3 separate regions of the Mus musculus genome follow, and regions 2 and 3 are each linked to region 1. Evidence: chromatin contacts called from public HiChIP or PLAC-seq data. All regions are on one chromosome and are shown on one strand. The core of a region is the stretch at or near the end of the contact, and the rest is flanking DNA. Distances in the headings are between cores, read along the strand shown. Region 1 holds the start of Alpl (alkaline phosphatase, liver/bone/kidney). Region 2 overlaps Usp48 (ubiquitin specific peptidase 48). Region 3 holds the start of Usp48 (ubiquitin specific peptidase 48).

Region 1 (4,641 bases), core at 9-2,508:
AATACTTGGTCTCACTTTGTAAAAACATAAACTTATTTCTCAAGGGAAATTTCCTAGCACCGCTGTAAATAAACAGCATTAATTATTAAAATACAAGAACAAATGAAAACAAACCCAGGCATTCCTGGGTTTTGGCATCAGGCTCCAGTTCCGGCCCTGAACTTACCGATGAGGTCACATGTTGTCTCTGGGCCTTGCTTTTCCTCCTGTAAAATGGGCTCAATAGTAGAGCTCATATAGAAGATGCCTGGACCTAAGACGGAACTTCAGGGTAGAAGTGATCAATCCTAGGTGCCCAGGAAGATGGAGTTCAGGGAAACCTGATCTTTGCTTTCAAATCTCTGGCTGTTGGGGATTAGAGGTACAGATGGGTTTTGTCAGCTTCAGTAGCGATGATAAGACCCTCCTCTTAGGAGGAAATGAGGAAGTATTCAAATGGTGGTGGCATTCAAACCTACCTCCAGGAGTTCACAGTAGGAAACGAATCAGAGACTTCAAAACCAGACTGGCTTTCAGGGGAAGGGAGGTGGTGGCCCTTGGGGAACTGGATAAGGCCCACTGGCACCCAGCGGTTGCCTTTCCTTGTTTCCTGTGCATGTTCCAAACTCGGTCTCTTATAACTCTCCCAATAACGTGAAGGAAGAAAAACCAGGGGATAGTGTCTGCGGGTTATAGAGCCTTGGCCAGTCCCCCGAAGTCACCAGAGCAGGCCTGTGGGCCTAGACAGTCTGGCTCCACTGCCTGGGAAGTGGTCTGCCCCGGGCAGGTCCTGGGGCTTCTGGCTGGGACAGACAGAATGTCCTGAGTCCCTGTTTCTTCAGATATTAGGGAGGGAGGGCCCTGTCCAAGGGGTCTCCTTCTGCTTCCTACTGACTTAGTTAAGGGCAAAAGAGAAAGTGGATAGGAAAGGGGTAAGGGTGTGAGGCTCAGAGGTGCACATGGTGACGGACAAGGATGTGTAGGCAGAAAGACGCACAGAAAAAAGGAGCCAGGTGGGTTCACAGACGCGCAGGGTCAGGCACAGGAAGACAACCATCGAGGGACAAAGTCTCCTACAGAGAAATCAAACCTAAAGACAAGCCAGCTGCACCCTGAAGCCAGGATGAGCCGCAGGGAAAGAGAGAGGCAAGGCGGGTTACCCTGCCTGTTGCAGCCCTACGGGCCGGGTCGAGCGCCGCGCTCCCGGCAGGGGGCGCCCTGGCAACGCAGAGGCACCCGCCTGGGGCTCGGGGTGCGGGCCGGGGGCGGGGCGGCCGGGGGCGGGGAGGCCGGCGGGTGCTCGGCCAGGCCGCCTTCATAAGCAGGCGGGGGAGGTGGCCGCCAGAGTACGCTCCCGCCACTGCGCTCCTTAGGGCTGCCGCTCGCGAGCCGGAACAGACCCTCCCCACGAGTGCCTGCAGGTAAGGAAAGCATGCTGCGCCCGTGGCTTGCGCGACTCCCACGCGCGCGCTCCGCCGGTCCCGCAGTGACTGTCCCAGCCACGGTGGGGACACGTGGAAGGTCAGGCTCCCTGGGGACCCACGACCTCCCGCTCCGGACTCCGCGCGCATCTCTTGTGGCCTGGCAGGATGATGGACGTGGCGCCCGCTGAGCCGCTACCCAGGACCTCACCCTCGTGCTAAGCACCTGCTCCCGGTGCCCACGCGCCTCCGTAGTCCACAGCTGCGCCCTTCGTGGTCCCTTGGCACTCTGTCCCGTTGGTGTCTAAAGTAGTTGGGGAGCAGCAGGAAGAAGGCACGTGCTGCGATCTTTGGCGGGAGAGATCGGAGACCGCGTGCTAGTGTCTGTCTGAGAGTGGGGGAGCCCAGGAAACGGAAGGAGCCTGTGAACGGTTCCAGGCTGTGTGCAGGTGAGAGTGGGGCTGCTGCCTTGCCCAGCGCGGGTAAGAAAGGGTTAAAGGCACAGTCACAGCGGCAGGACCCAAGACGGAGGAAAAAAACCTCATTCTTACTCCCACATTGTCCATGGTAATCCTTTTCAACGCGTAATGGGCCTGAGGAAGGAAGACTTGCAAAGGACTCTGGGGTATGCCTGTGAATCCTGATTAAAAAGGAAAGCTGGCGCGGCAACTCTGGAGAGATGCTGGCAGTCTGGAGGCTGAGGATCTCTGTGAGTTCGAGGCCACTCTAACACTCTAGGAAGATTAGGTCTCAAAATCATACACACACACACACACACACACACACACACACACACACACACACACACACACACACATACATATAACAGAGGGATTATTCTCAGGCCTGAAAGAACGTTTGGCTCCAAGAAGAATTCAAAGACCCCCCCTCAGGCAGCCTCAGATTCTCAGTCTGGTTGAGAATTAGGGCAACTGTTTATTAAATGCTGGATAAGGACTGCTCTGACACCTGACAGACTACAAATAGGGACAGAGAGTTTTAGACAATGTAGGCAATGACATTAGGCATTGAACCCTGTTGCCCATTCTCCACAGCCCAGGAGATTAAGGAGAGCCCCCCCCCAGTATGCCCTTCACCCTCCAAGCCTCTCTGGTCTCCCCAGTCAGCTCTTTCCTCTCCCACTCCCTGGCCGTCTCCTGTCTCTGCCTCCTTTTCCAATTCCTGAACCGTCTCTGGTTCCCTTAGGGGAGAACACAGCTTCTCAGAAGCCTACTGGTGGAGTGAGACAGGTCTGGGCTGGTTCGCAGCCATGTCAGTGATGGTCCCATCTATATGTTAAGACTACAGTGAATCAAAAGACCCGATAGGCCAGACAGTGAGTGTCTTCGATCCACACATACTTACCAGGCATCAGTTGTGCGCTAAACTCTGATCGAGGTGCTGAGAAGGGAACAGTAAATAACGACCCCTTCCCCCCACCCAACTCATTGAGGCGAACATTGGCATAATAAATTCTTTTCAGGCTTTGAAAATTTGAGTGTCACATGGTAGAATGAAGATGACGTAGTTCCCCCAAAAAAGGGATCAAGATGTCACACTGTTGTCACAGTGAGCAGCCAGTACATAGTACTAACAAGATGGGGTGAAACTGTGTGATCTGGCCACAGCTCTGCTCTCACGGTGGCTCGGGATTCTCCTTGAGGGCGTACAGGAGCTGGAAGTCTTTGGTCTGTAGACCCTATTGGTGGGGAGCATGCTGTACAGCCTGCAACATGTTTAGCGGGTTCACATACTTTAGAAAGCAGTGGCTGTCCCTAGCTCCAGTCTCAGCAGAGATTGCATCAGTGTGTACAGGGTTATGTCACTGCCTCTGAACCCTGCGATCCTGTCAACCACCTTTGCCCAGGCTCTGCCCATTCCTTGATGGGCTGGACAGGGAGGAAGCACTCAGCCTTCCTTACTGTCACTTGGGTGTCCTCCTCCCTCCCGGACACAGCCTGGGAGGGGAGCCTGGAGCTCCCGGCTGGGAATAGCCCAGGAATCTCCTGCCACCCACCTCTACCTCATTGCCCACAAAGCCCAGCACCAGGTCCTTTCCTGTTCTATCCTGCACAGACAGGAGATGTTATCCTTTCTTGCATATGAAGAAACCTCTTGAAGGGACAGTGACCTGCCCTGGGACATCTACAAGCCACTTGGGCATCTGGGGCTGGGCCCAAGTACCTACAAGTTTAGGTTCTGTGATAGGTTCAGTGATGTCCCTGCCAGAGCATATCTGGGCTTCAGGCTTCGGGGCAGGAGAGATGGGGGTGAATCCAGGATGTGGAATCCAGGGGTAGAGTTTGAAGTTCTCAGCGCGAAGTCTATCTGACTGGGCTATTAACACAAAAACCCTGGAGCTTGAGGAGAGCCTTGTGGGTAGCGGAGCAGACTGGGCTGAGAACTTGGGCTCAGAATTCTCCACGTGGCCACAGGAATGCTGACTGAGCTTCGGAGCACAACAGCCCATCGACATTGGCACACCAGGGCTGGGCTGTGTGGTATGTTTGTTATTTTGTCACCCCCCCCTCATATTTCTGTAGCTGTTCTAACCTTCAGAATAGAGTGGGAGGCAGTAGATTGACAATTTATTATCTGTCCTGCTGTGTGACCCCCCCCAGACAAGCTTCTTTCCTCTCTTCTGTTTCCTCATCTGTGATGTGGGGTAATAAACATGGATACCAGTTGCAGAGGGCCAGCAAGATCACAAGCAGTCTATGAACATTAGGCTCCACCTACATGGATTGTTAAAGAGTTAGTAACTTAAACCAGGCAGTGGTGGTGCACGCCTTTAATCTCAGCACTTGGGAGGCAGAGGCAGGCGGATCTTTGAGTTTGAGGCCAGCCTGGTCTACAGAGTGAGTTCCAGGACAGCCAGTGCTTTGGTTCCAATTGTCAGCTCTGTGACAGGAAACAAAATGCCTTCCCTCTCTTGAATGACAGCTCATAATCGTCTCCAGCATCATTATTGATGCTCCATGTCCAAAGAACATGCCAGAGTGCTCTCTCTCTATATTTATCTGCCTTCTCATTCCCCCTCTCCACCAACATTTTGTAATTGCTCCCAGAAAAAAACCCAGGCCTAAAGTTTTCCATGCTTCAAACCCCAGCCTCGCTGTGGCATGAAATCAATTGTTTGCATTTGATTTAACGTCTCCAATGAAGGGGTAAAATTTGAGCTGAGGGTAGAGGCTGGGGGAGAAGATGAAGTTAAAGCAGATGTGTTTTTGTTTAACTGGAG
Region 2 (4,517 bases), core at 291-2,790, 140 kb after region 1:
GGAAGAAAAGCTAGCTAGGCAGGGGCTCTGCAGAGGGCCTGCATCTAGGAAACAAGCATGCTGGGCTAGGGGTAGATAGCAAGTCTTCAGGAAGGAGAGATGTTGGCCCAACCCCAAGAGCTCTCTCTTCTCAGATGTCCTCACTGGAGAACCTCTGGTGGACCCTGAGGGAATGTCATGGCCAGGGCTGGCAAGTAAGGTGACCAGACACTGGTGGCAGGGGCCTAAGCCGGCCCAGAATGAACCAAGGTGCTTTCCCTGAGATAGTATTAGGGGTAGCCATTCCAGCCCTGACCTCTGGCTTACTCTAGTTCCAGAATCACACAAACCTGCACAACTCGGCACCCCTTTTATCTGGAGGACCAGCGACAGGGTCTGGAGGGATGAAATGCTGCTGCCAAACCTTCAGACACAAACCACCCAGAAGCAATGAGGGTTGCATGACAAGCCCTCGGGAGCAGCCATACGGCAACTTTCCAGACACACACCTGGAGCATCCTCCAGGGAGCCTGTGAGTGTGGGAACAGTGCTGGAGTTGCGAGAAGGCCCCACTTCCTCCTGCCACTCAGCGGAGAGAGCATGTTTGACAATGTCTACACAACAAACTTCTGAGTATTCAACCAGGAACACACTTGACCATAAGAGGAGCTGGTTGCCCTTGGTTACAAAGCAGGAATGGCAATGGCAGGAACACCCAGATGTAAGTGTGCAGAGGCCAGTGTGCCAGCCGGCCATGGTCCAGCACAGGCAGTGGCTTCCCTGGAGTATGTGCCCACTTCCTGTGGCCCAGGGCCTGGCTGGCCTGGCAGCACTAGCCTAGATCTGGAACCCAGCGGCCACAATAGTTGCTGCTACAGGCAGAGCTGGTTTCTCAATGACAGGCGCTGGCTGCCCGAGGGGCTGGCCAAGCCAGGACAGGAAGTGTCTTTCATTGTGTATGTTGGAAGGGAGGGAAGCAGATGAGGTGCTCTAATAGAGGCAGCTCATTTGTTCTGAGTGCTGGCCTGGTGCATACCTGGTCTCCTACAGGCAGGAAGATCAGAAGTTCAGGATTATTACTGGCTACAAAGACAGTTTTAGGTCAGCCTGGGTTACATTAAAACCAATCCCCAAAAGGGAAAAAACAAAAAAATAAAACAAAACAAAACAAAAAAACCCAAACAACTGAGCTGGGCGGTGGTGGCGCTCGCCTTTAATACCAGCACTTGGAAAGCAGAGGCAGGCGGATTTCTGAGTTCGAGGCCAGCCTGGTCTACAAAGTGAGTTCCAGGACAGCCAGGGCTACACAGAGAAACCCTGTCTCAAAAAAACAAAACAAAACACCCAAACAGTATAGGCAGGAAATGGTAGGTAGGCTGGGAATTTGGTTACAGGTTCAAGGCTAGGCTTTGCTACCTAATGATGCTGTATTAAAAAACAAAATAGAAACAAAGGCAGGGAGTGGCGCCTCAGGACTTTAATCCCATTACTCAGGAGGCAGAGACAGAGGATCTCTGAGTTGGAGGATAGCTTAGCCCCGCAGAGACAGTTCCAGAACAGGCAGGGCCACATAGAACCAGTCTCAAAACAAAACAAAAGCAACAGTTCCGCTCAATCAGCCCTCCTGCAGAGGTACCTACTGGAGGATTGATTGACCTTGACCCTGCCTCTCTTGAACAAGACACAGCCAAGGCCCAGCCAGTGACAAGCTTGGCAGGCCTCAGTTCAGATGGCAGGCCATCACCATCCTGAAAAGGACTTCGAGCTCCCACCCCTCTCCTTCCTACAACCTGGTGAGTCTCAAGACATAACTGGCTTACCACAACTGGATCTGAAGTGTGTCAAAGAACACACCGGAAAACCCGTCCCCTGCCTCCAATTCTTGAATTACTGCTTGCTTCAATACTCCACAAAGAAAACCTCTTCAGGCCAGGAAGTACCTAGGAGGAATCTACAGGCAGCCAGGAGCCTGTACACCCTCGCCCCTGCTGTTGCAAGCATGTACTCTGGATGCTCTTGGCAACCCCCATCGAAACAATTGAAGCTACACTTCTGGGGCAGGAACCAACCATCAGAAAGAAGGAAATCAAAGTCAAACCGTGTTCTGAAAACCTTTCAGCAAGATCCTGGAGATGAATCGTGTGCTGCCTAGCCACTGGCTCTGGCGATACTTGTGGGCTAAAGGGGAAGATCTATGAAAAAGGCTAACTGAACATCTGTCCAGCCATCGCTGCAGCCTGCAGGGCTCCTAGCAAAAGGTGTATTTAAGTTCTCGGTGAAGGCTAAGCAGGAAGCTTGGTGGGGTGGTTTCTCGATGTCTCTGGACTTTATAAGAATTTTCCCACCAGTACGTATGGACACCCAAACCTCTGGATGCTGGGGTGAATATCGCAGCAGGTATACAGCGGCGAGGAAAGCCAGGCTATAAACTGCAACTTTCCATGCTAGCAAAGGCAAGGATTACCAGGAAACCCACAGGGACCCTTCCTACGCACCAGCCACAGCCATGTCGGGGCTAGGCATTACCTCCAGGAAGAACTGCCCCCAGAGAAATACCTGTTCATTTAGGGGTCTGGACTTAAGGTCAACACCCTTCACACAGTGGCACTCGGGCCCACTGCCCTGTACCCTCCCTGTCTGCACCTGCACACTTGGTGCTCTGCCTGGCCAGTCTGGAACAGGAAAGACAGGATTCTCTGCTCTGGTTCCTGAGGCCAAGCATCAGTGAGTGATGGTGACCAGGATCTGGTCCGGCCTGGGACCAAAGACCAACAACTAATAGGTGAAAGGACAAAGAACTCACTCCGGATAAAGGTCCGTGGAAACAGAGACACAAGTGTCTTTAATTTGGCAGAAAGGTTAACAGTGATTCTCAATAATAAAGTTCATAAATACAGAAAAGAAGTTTTCTCTCAGGGAATAAAGACGTCAAATGATAGCCTACATGTCTGGTAGTGGCAAAAAACATCTCAGCATAGGAGACTCTACACATTTGCTTGGGTTTAAAGAATGACTAGAAATATACACGGGTAGAGCTGGGGATGTGGGTCAGTATGCAGAATTTTCTCTAGTGTGCACGAGGCGCTGGGCCCGGGCCTCGGCACAGCACAGGAAACCTGTCACAGTGGCCACATGCCTGCAATCCCAGCACCTGGGAGGAGGAAGTAGGAAGATCAGAAGTTAAGGTTATCCTGGTTACATAGTGAGTCCAAGGCCAGCCTGGGTTACAGGAAACCCTGCCTGGGAAAGAAAAAGGAAACATAAAGAAGCCTGGAGATTCATAATCTGGTTTAATGTGGTTCCTGAATGTAGCTTTAGAACCCAGCAGAATAGCTAGCCTGTGCTGTATACAGCCACCCCAGCTCAGAGGACAACCAAACAGCATGGATTAGTGAGCAGGAACATGGCAGCTGGTAAGTCCAAATGCAGACTCTTTGAAATATGTCTGCTTCAAGCTGTGAGGAAGCCGCAGCCCAGGGATCCCAAGCTTTTCGGGAGTGGCCTTGTTCAGTGGGTGCGGGGGTCTGAGCTGAAGCTCCAGTAAGGCTCTGCAGTGGCGGGCACCGGCTGTGAGGCGGAAGCAGCACACTTCAGCTCGCTGGAACTGGGTCTGCCCCACTGTATTTGCCTGACAGGAGTTAATGGCTATTACCTTGCTAACATTTCGTAAAGGAAACAAAGGATGCCTATGCAACCAACCTCACAGTGCTAACTTCTGGCTTGTGCACAGCCAATGCCAAGAGAAAGGGGGAGGAACAGCTGCTTCTTGCCACCTAGCCCCACCACCTTTCAGGGGTGCTGAGGCCCTGCCAATGCTTTGTTACAAAGCCACAAACTCTGGGTTTCTTTCTAAGGACAGTAAAGACCATTTGTCAAATATCTGGTGACTTTCAAATGTCTTGGCCTTGGGAAAGAGTGGGCTCTTGGTGAGTGAGGCTTGGTCCCATTTCTGTGGTGCTCGGTAAAGGACAGATCTGAAAGCCAGGGTCCCGTGAGTCCCTGTGTCCCCAAAGGCAGGAGCTCCTTGAGAAGTCAGTCTTCCAGGAAGGTAGGTGTGCAGCTCTCCTGGCTCTGCCCCGCGCTTCTCACCATCTCAGAACACTCTTTCTTCATTGCAAACATAAATGCCATGTTGGGAGTTCTACCCAGCAGCAGAAAGCTACCAAAAGATGCTGCCAATGTTGAGATCAGCATGTATACATCATTTAAAGTTTTTCAACCAACTAGGTTTTTAAAAAAAAAAAAAAATCTGTATCAGCAACTGGGCCACAAACATACCAACAATCCACTTGATAGAGAAAATGCAAATCGCTGCCCAGCCCCGTCCGTGCTCCCCTAAAACCTTTTTCTGTTCGAGCAGATCCTGATGCTGCTTAAACTACCGTCAACAGTGATCCTGAGTTGGTGAGGCAGCACACCCTGTATAGTCTTAAGGGTTTTCAAAAAGCAGTGAGGTCCGAGGAAGGCAGAACTGGAGAGCGGGAGGGCTGTCTATGAAAACCCGTGCTATCCTACGGAGCTCCGGTTCGGCTTTTCAA
Region 3 (4,173 bases), core at 574-3,073, 200 kb after region 1:
GCCAAATACTACTTCATACCCACTAGAACAGGCTGGGAGTGTAGCTCATACAACACCCGTAGGGTTTGCACAGGGCTCTGGGTTAGAGCTGCAGCACCAACAGAACAATGAATGGCACATGTCTATGGTCCCATGACTCTCATGTTTGAGCACCTACTAGCTCGAAGGACTGTAAGTCCCAGGTAAACACGGGCTAAATCCTCAAACATACAAAACACCAGAGTCCCCAGCTCTACAAAAACAAATTGAAAAAAATTGAAAAAGAAAGAAAGAAAAAAGGATATTGGCAATTGTACAGTATCAAAACAGATCATTTGTGTGTGTGTGTGTGTGTGTGTGTGTGTGTGTGTGCACTAATGCTCAGGTGCCCACTGTGTCTGGAAGAAGGCTTTGCACATGCTCTGGAGCTGGAGTTACAGGTGGTTATCAAGCACCTGGTGTGGGTTCTCAGAACAAATGGTACTGTGATCCTTTGAAGAGAAGCCTGAGCCCTCTTTACTAATTAGCCATCTTTCCAGCCCCAGACTTAACTCTGTCTTTTATATCCCCTGTGCGGGTAATTGAACCAAGGGACTCAAGCATAAAACCACCACTCTACTCTCAAGCTAAACCACCAGCACTGTAACTATACACTTCAAATGAGTGCCTCGGTAAAGCTGTTTCAATTCCACACTATACAAATTGATGCCGTTCCAGAACTTCGAGGAGTCTTAATGTCCTTGTGAGCAGACACCTAGAGTTTAGAAAGATGCACCCGCTTTACTTTTGAAAACTTCCTAACTTACATTATATCTCAAATGAGGCACAGCTCTGAAGCCAGGAACCAAGGCTTCCACGTCTTCCACTTTTCCCTACACGCCCGATGACACGGAGCTATGGAGCATGCCTCGGTTTATCAATTCGATTGAACACAGGCCGGTGCAGGCTACGAGGTGGGGATAAGAAAACCACTCTACGCAAAAAAAGATCAGAACCAAGGGCCACGAAGGGGGAGCAGAATTTAAACAGCTAAAAACACTTTACTCTGCAAAGTGGTGTGGAGTTAGGGTGACCAAAAGAAAACACCTATAGGTCAAAGAGAGCCAGCCAATGAGAGCGGGGGACCGATGACGTAGGTTAACCAAAGGGTTTTCTAAACCTGCTCTCTGCAAGTGATACTTAGGTGATCAGGCCTTCTCAGCGTGCAATGACAGGAGATACAATGTCGACGAAGTTCGCTGTCGGCAAGTTCCCCTTTTACAAGCGAAAAGCGCACAGCTATGCCCAAGATCAAACAACACTCCAGCGTTACTTACTAAGCCCTATCTCCAACTATCTCCACCGCCATCTTCAGGATGCGAGCCCAGCAGCCGCATCACTTCGGGGGCTGCGTAGCTCCCGGGTCGTGCAAACTGAAAGGAGATGCAGTAACACCGTGCATCGCCCTGGTTCCCGGTCCCCCGTCCCCCGATCCCGCCTCGGCCACGCGAGGACCTCACCTGCACACGCCTCGGATACAAGGCTCCAGCCAGATGCGGTAGGCGGTCTCGATGTGCTCCTGCGACACCTCCTCGGGCCGCACCGTCTCCGCCCAGCGCCAGGCCGCCTTCTCCAGCTGCAGCCGCGGAGCCATAGCCTTGACCGAGGTAGCACTCGCCGAGCCCGGTGGCCTCCGGCGCCGCCTCCGTCTCCGCCCGAATGGGCACGGGCCCCTGCCAGCCGAAAGAACCCAGCGCTGCCCTCAGACAGGAGAGCAGTCAATCACCTGCGCGCGCCACGGCCGCCGCGCCCGCCCGCCCGCGCCCAGCTCGCACGACCAGCCGCAAAGCGCCGCCGCCGCCGCCGATACCCGACAGACCCCGCGCCTGCGGACGTTGGAGGCGTACGCCCTGCCGCAGTCTGCGCATGCGTGCTCCCAGGAGTCCCTGCGCCGAAAGCCCATGTAATCCGACTGGCGGAAGAAAGCCAAGCGTCTGCCCAAAGGCGACTCGCCACGTCTTTTTTCCGCCATGGTGAAGGCAGCTAGCTACGCTTCAGCCTCCGTCGTCTACTCCGACGAGCGAGAGCTTGCCCTTGCTTTCCACACTTCCCCTGTTACTGTGACAAAGTTACACCATAGAGTACTCAACGCACACCATAGGGCCACCGGGACTGTGAGTGGGACCTGATAATAGCAGAAACCGAGGCAGCCGGAACGCCACAGTCGGATCGAGGATTTCACTTGAGCCTGGGCGAGTTCCGGCTCCTTGCCCGTGCTTTCTGACGTCACGAGGCGTTATGTGGTTTGCGGATGCTACAACGGGACTACATATCCCAGCGTGCAATGCGCTCTGCCACTCGCGGAGCGCGAGGCATCCTGGGGTTTGTAGTCTTCGAAGTGATAGGCTCAGTCTTTGAGTTGCAGGTTGTTTAGAAGCATACACAGGTCTGGGACGTGTTCTTTGCTGTAGGCTGTTGACCAGAGGGTCAACACTTTGACGTCTTAATTCGTTATGGAGTGTACACCCTAGCTCCCTGCTGTGATATTATTTCCTTTTTGCAACTACTTCCCCTTAGACCTAAAAAAGGCTAAACTGAATCACAGCGTTTTGTAACAGAAAAGAGCTATTACAGCTAAAGAGAGAAAATTCCAGGACTTTAAATATGTAAAAGCCCTGTGGGAATTCAAGGACTAATTCCTCCCTTATCTACTCCTCAACCCACCCCACCAGCCCCCAAGTAACCTTGAACTGAAGTCAAGATTTACTGAAGCAAGATTTGGTCCTTTGGTTGAATTTAGGCTGAAAATAAAAAACACAAAAATCTTCTAAGTCAGGACACACACACATACACCTCCTTTCTTAAAGAATTCCTACACCAGTTGGTTGGTGGTGGCACACACTTTTAATCTCAGGAGGCAGAGACAGGTAGATCTCTGAGTTAGTGGGCCAACCTTGTCTACAGAGTGAGTTCCAGGACAGCCAGGGCCACACAGAGAAACCTCGTCTCCTGGAAGGAAAAAAAAAAAAAGTCAAACAAATAAACACTGAATTCCTATACCACTGGTTAACAGTTGAACACTGTTGTGGGGCCCACCTTTAATCCCAGTACTCTGGTGGTGAAGGGTAGAGCCTTGCAAATTTAGTGAGTTTCTTTTTTTGTTGTTTGTTTGTTTTGTGGGGCCCACCTTTAATCCCAGTACTCTGGTGGTGAAGGGTAGAGCCTTGCTAATTTAGTGAGTTTCTTTTTTTGTTGTTTGTTTGTTTGTTTGTTTGTTTGTTTTTTGGAGACAGGGTTTCTCTGTATAGCCCTAGCTGTCCTGGAACTCACTTTGTTGACCAGGCCGGCCTTGATCTCAGAAATCCACCTGCCTCTGCCTCCCCAGTGATGGGATTAAAGGCGTGCGCCACCACGCCCAGCGAGTTTAGTGAGTTTCATGACAGCCAGAGCTACATACATGGTGAGACCCTGTTGCAAAAACACACATAATAAGTTGAACTACTTTCTTTTTGTTTTTAAGATTTATTTATTCATTTTTTTATGTATGCAAGTATACTTGTAGTTGTATAGATGGTTGTGAGCCTTAATGTGGTTGTTGGGAATTGAATTTTTAGGACCTCTTCTTGTTCCAGTCAACTCCACTCGCTCAGTCCCTGGTCACTCCTGCCCAAACATTTATTTATTATTATACATAAGTACTTTGTAGCTGACTTCAGACACACCAGAAGAGGTGTCAGATCTTGTTACAGATGGTTGTGAGCCACCTTGTGGTTGCTGGGATTTGAACTCAGGACCTGTGGAAGAGCAGTCGGTGCTCTTAACCGCTGAGCCATCTCACCAGCCCCCCAAACTACTTTCTTAAGTTAGAAAAAGGCACCGTTCCAGACTAATATCACAGAGGAAAGAAAATCCTCAGGGACAGCTGAGAGCAGTGGTTTAGCTGTGAGTGAGGGACGGGGAAGGCAAAGGCTAGTGGTGAGAGAGATTTGAATCCTCTTCAGTCTGGGCCAAAGGTAACATTAAACACAGAAATCTCATGAGACTTGCTGCAAAGCCAACTGGTTACAATCCTGCCATTCCAGCACATTCCAGGAGTCAGAGGCAAGAGGATTAGGAGTTCAAGGCTATCATCCTTGGGTAATTAGAAATTTAAATATGTAAAAGCCCTGTGGGAATTCAAGGATTAATTCCTCCCTTATCTACTCCTCAACCCAC

The links. HiChIP or PLAC-seq counts read pairs in DNA pulled down with a chosen protein or histone mark.
Region 2: an H3K27ac HiChIP or PLAC-seq map of embryonic stem cells shows a contact between it and region 1, with 5 read pairs. The contact joins the enhancer-like site here to the promoter of Alpl in region 1. A contact is called at or near these places in 18 of 39 promoter capture datasets (the 3T3-L1 cell line, cranial neural crest, embryonic stem cells and 10 more), 39 of 484 Hi-C or Micro-C datasets (the AML12 cell line, the C2C12 cell line, CD4 T cells and 26 more), 8 of 115 datasets of contacts at active chromatin or transcription factors (bone marrow-derived macrophages, differentiating embryonic stem cells, embryonic stem cells and 1 more) and 3 of 9 other capture datasets (adipose tissue, embryonic stem cells and pancreatic islet).
Region 3: an H3K27ac HiChIP or PLAC-seq map of embryonic stem cells shows a contact between it and region 1, with 8 read pairs. The contact joins the promoter of Usp48 here to the promoter of Alpl in region 1. A contact is called at or near these places in 2 of 39 promoter capture datasets (liver and pre-B cells), 3 of 484 Hi-C or Micro-C datasets (all in embryonic stem cells), 3 of 115 datasets of contacts at active chromatin or transcription factors (all in embryonic stem cells) and 2 of 9 other capture datasets (adipose tissue and pancreatic islet).

What each region holds. Positions count from the first base shown.
Region 1 is chr4:137,793,001-137,797,641 of GRCm38.p6, reverse strand. Alpl (alkaline phosphatase, liver/bone/kidney) reads left to right here and starts at 1,258. Exons shown (of 12, transcript NM_007431.3): 1 at 1,258-1,400.
Region 2 is chr4:137,656,809-137,661,325 of GRCm38.p6, reverse strand. Usp48 (ubiquitin specific peptidase 48) reads right to left here. Exons shown (of 27, transcript NM_001355588.1): 27 at 2,789-4,517. Among named protein-coding and RNA genes, the nearest start is that of Rap1gapos, 48 kb to the left of the region's middle. Within about 2 kb of position 1,540, at least 24 of the 459 cell types and tissues checked have an H3K27ac peak or open chromatin away from gene starts, as enhancers often do. A contact at or near this core is called in astrocytes, cerebellum, embryonic stem cells and 4 more, where this site is marked.
Region 3 is chr4:137,591,822-137,595,994 of GRCm38.p6, reverse strand. It overlaps Usp48 (ubiquitin specific peptidase 48), which reads right to left and starts at 1,823. Exons shown (of 27, transcript NM_001355588.1): 1 at 1,479-1,823. The coding sequence starts at 1,612.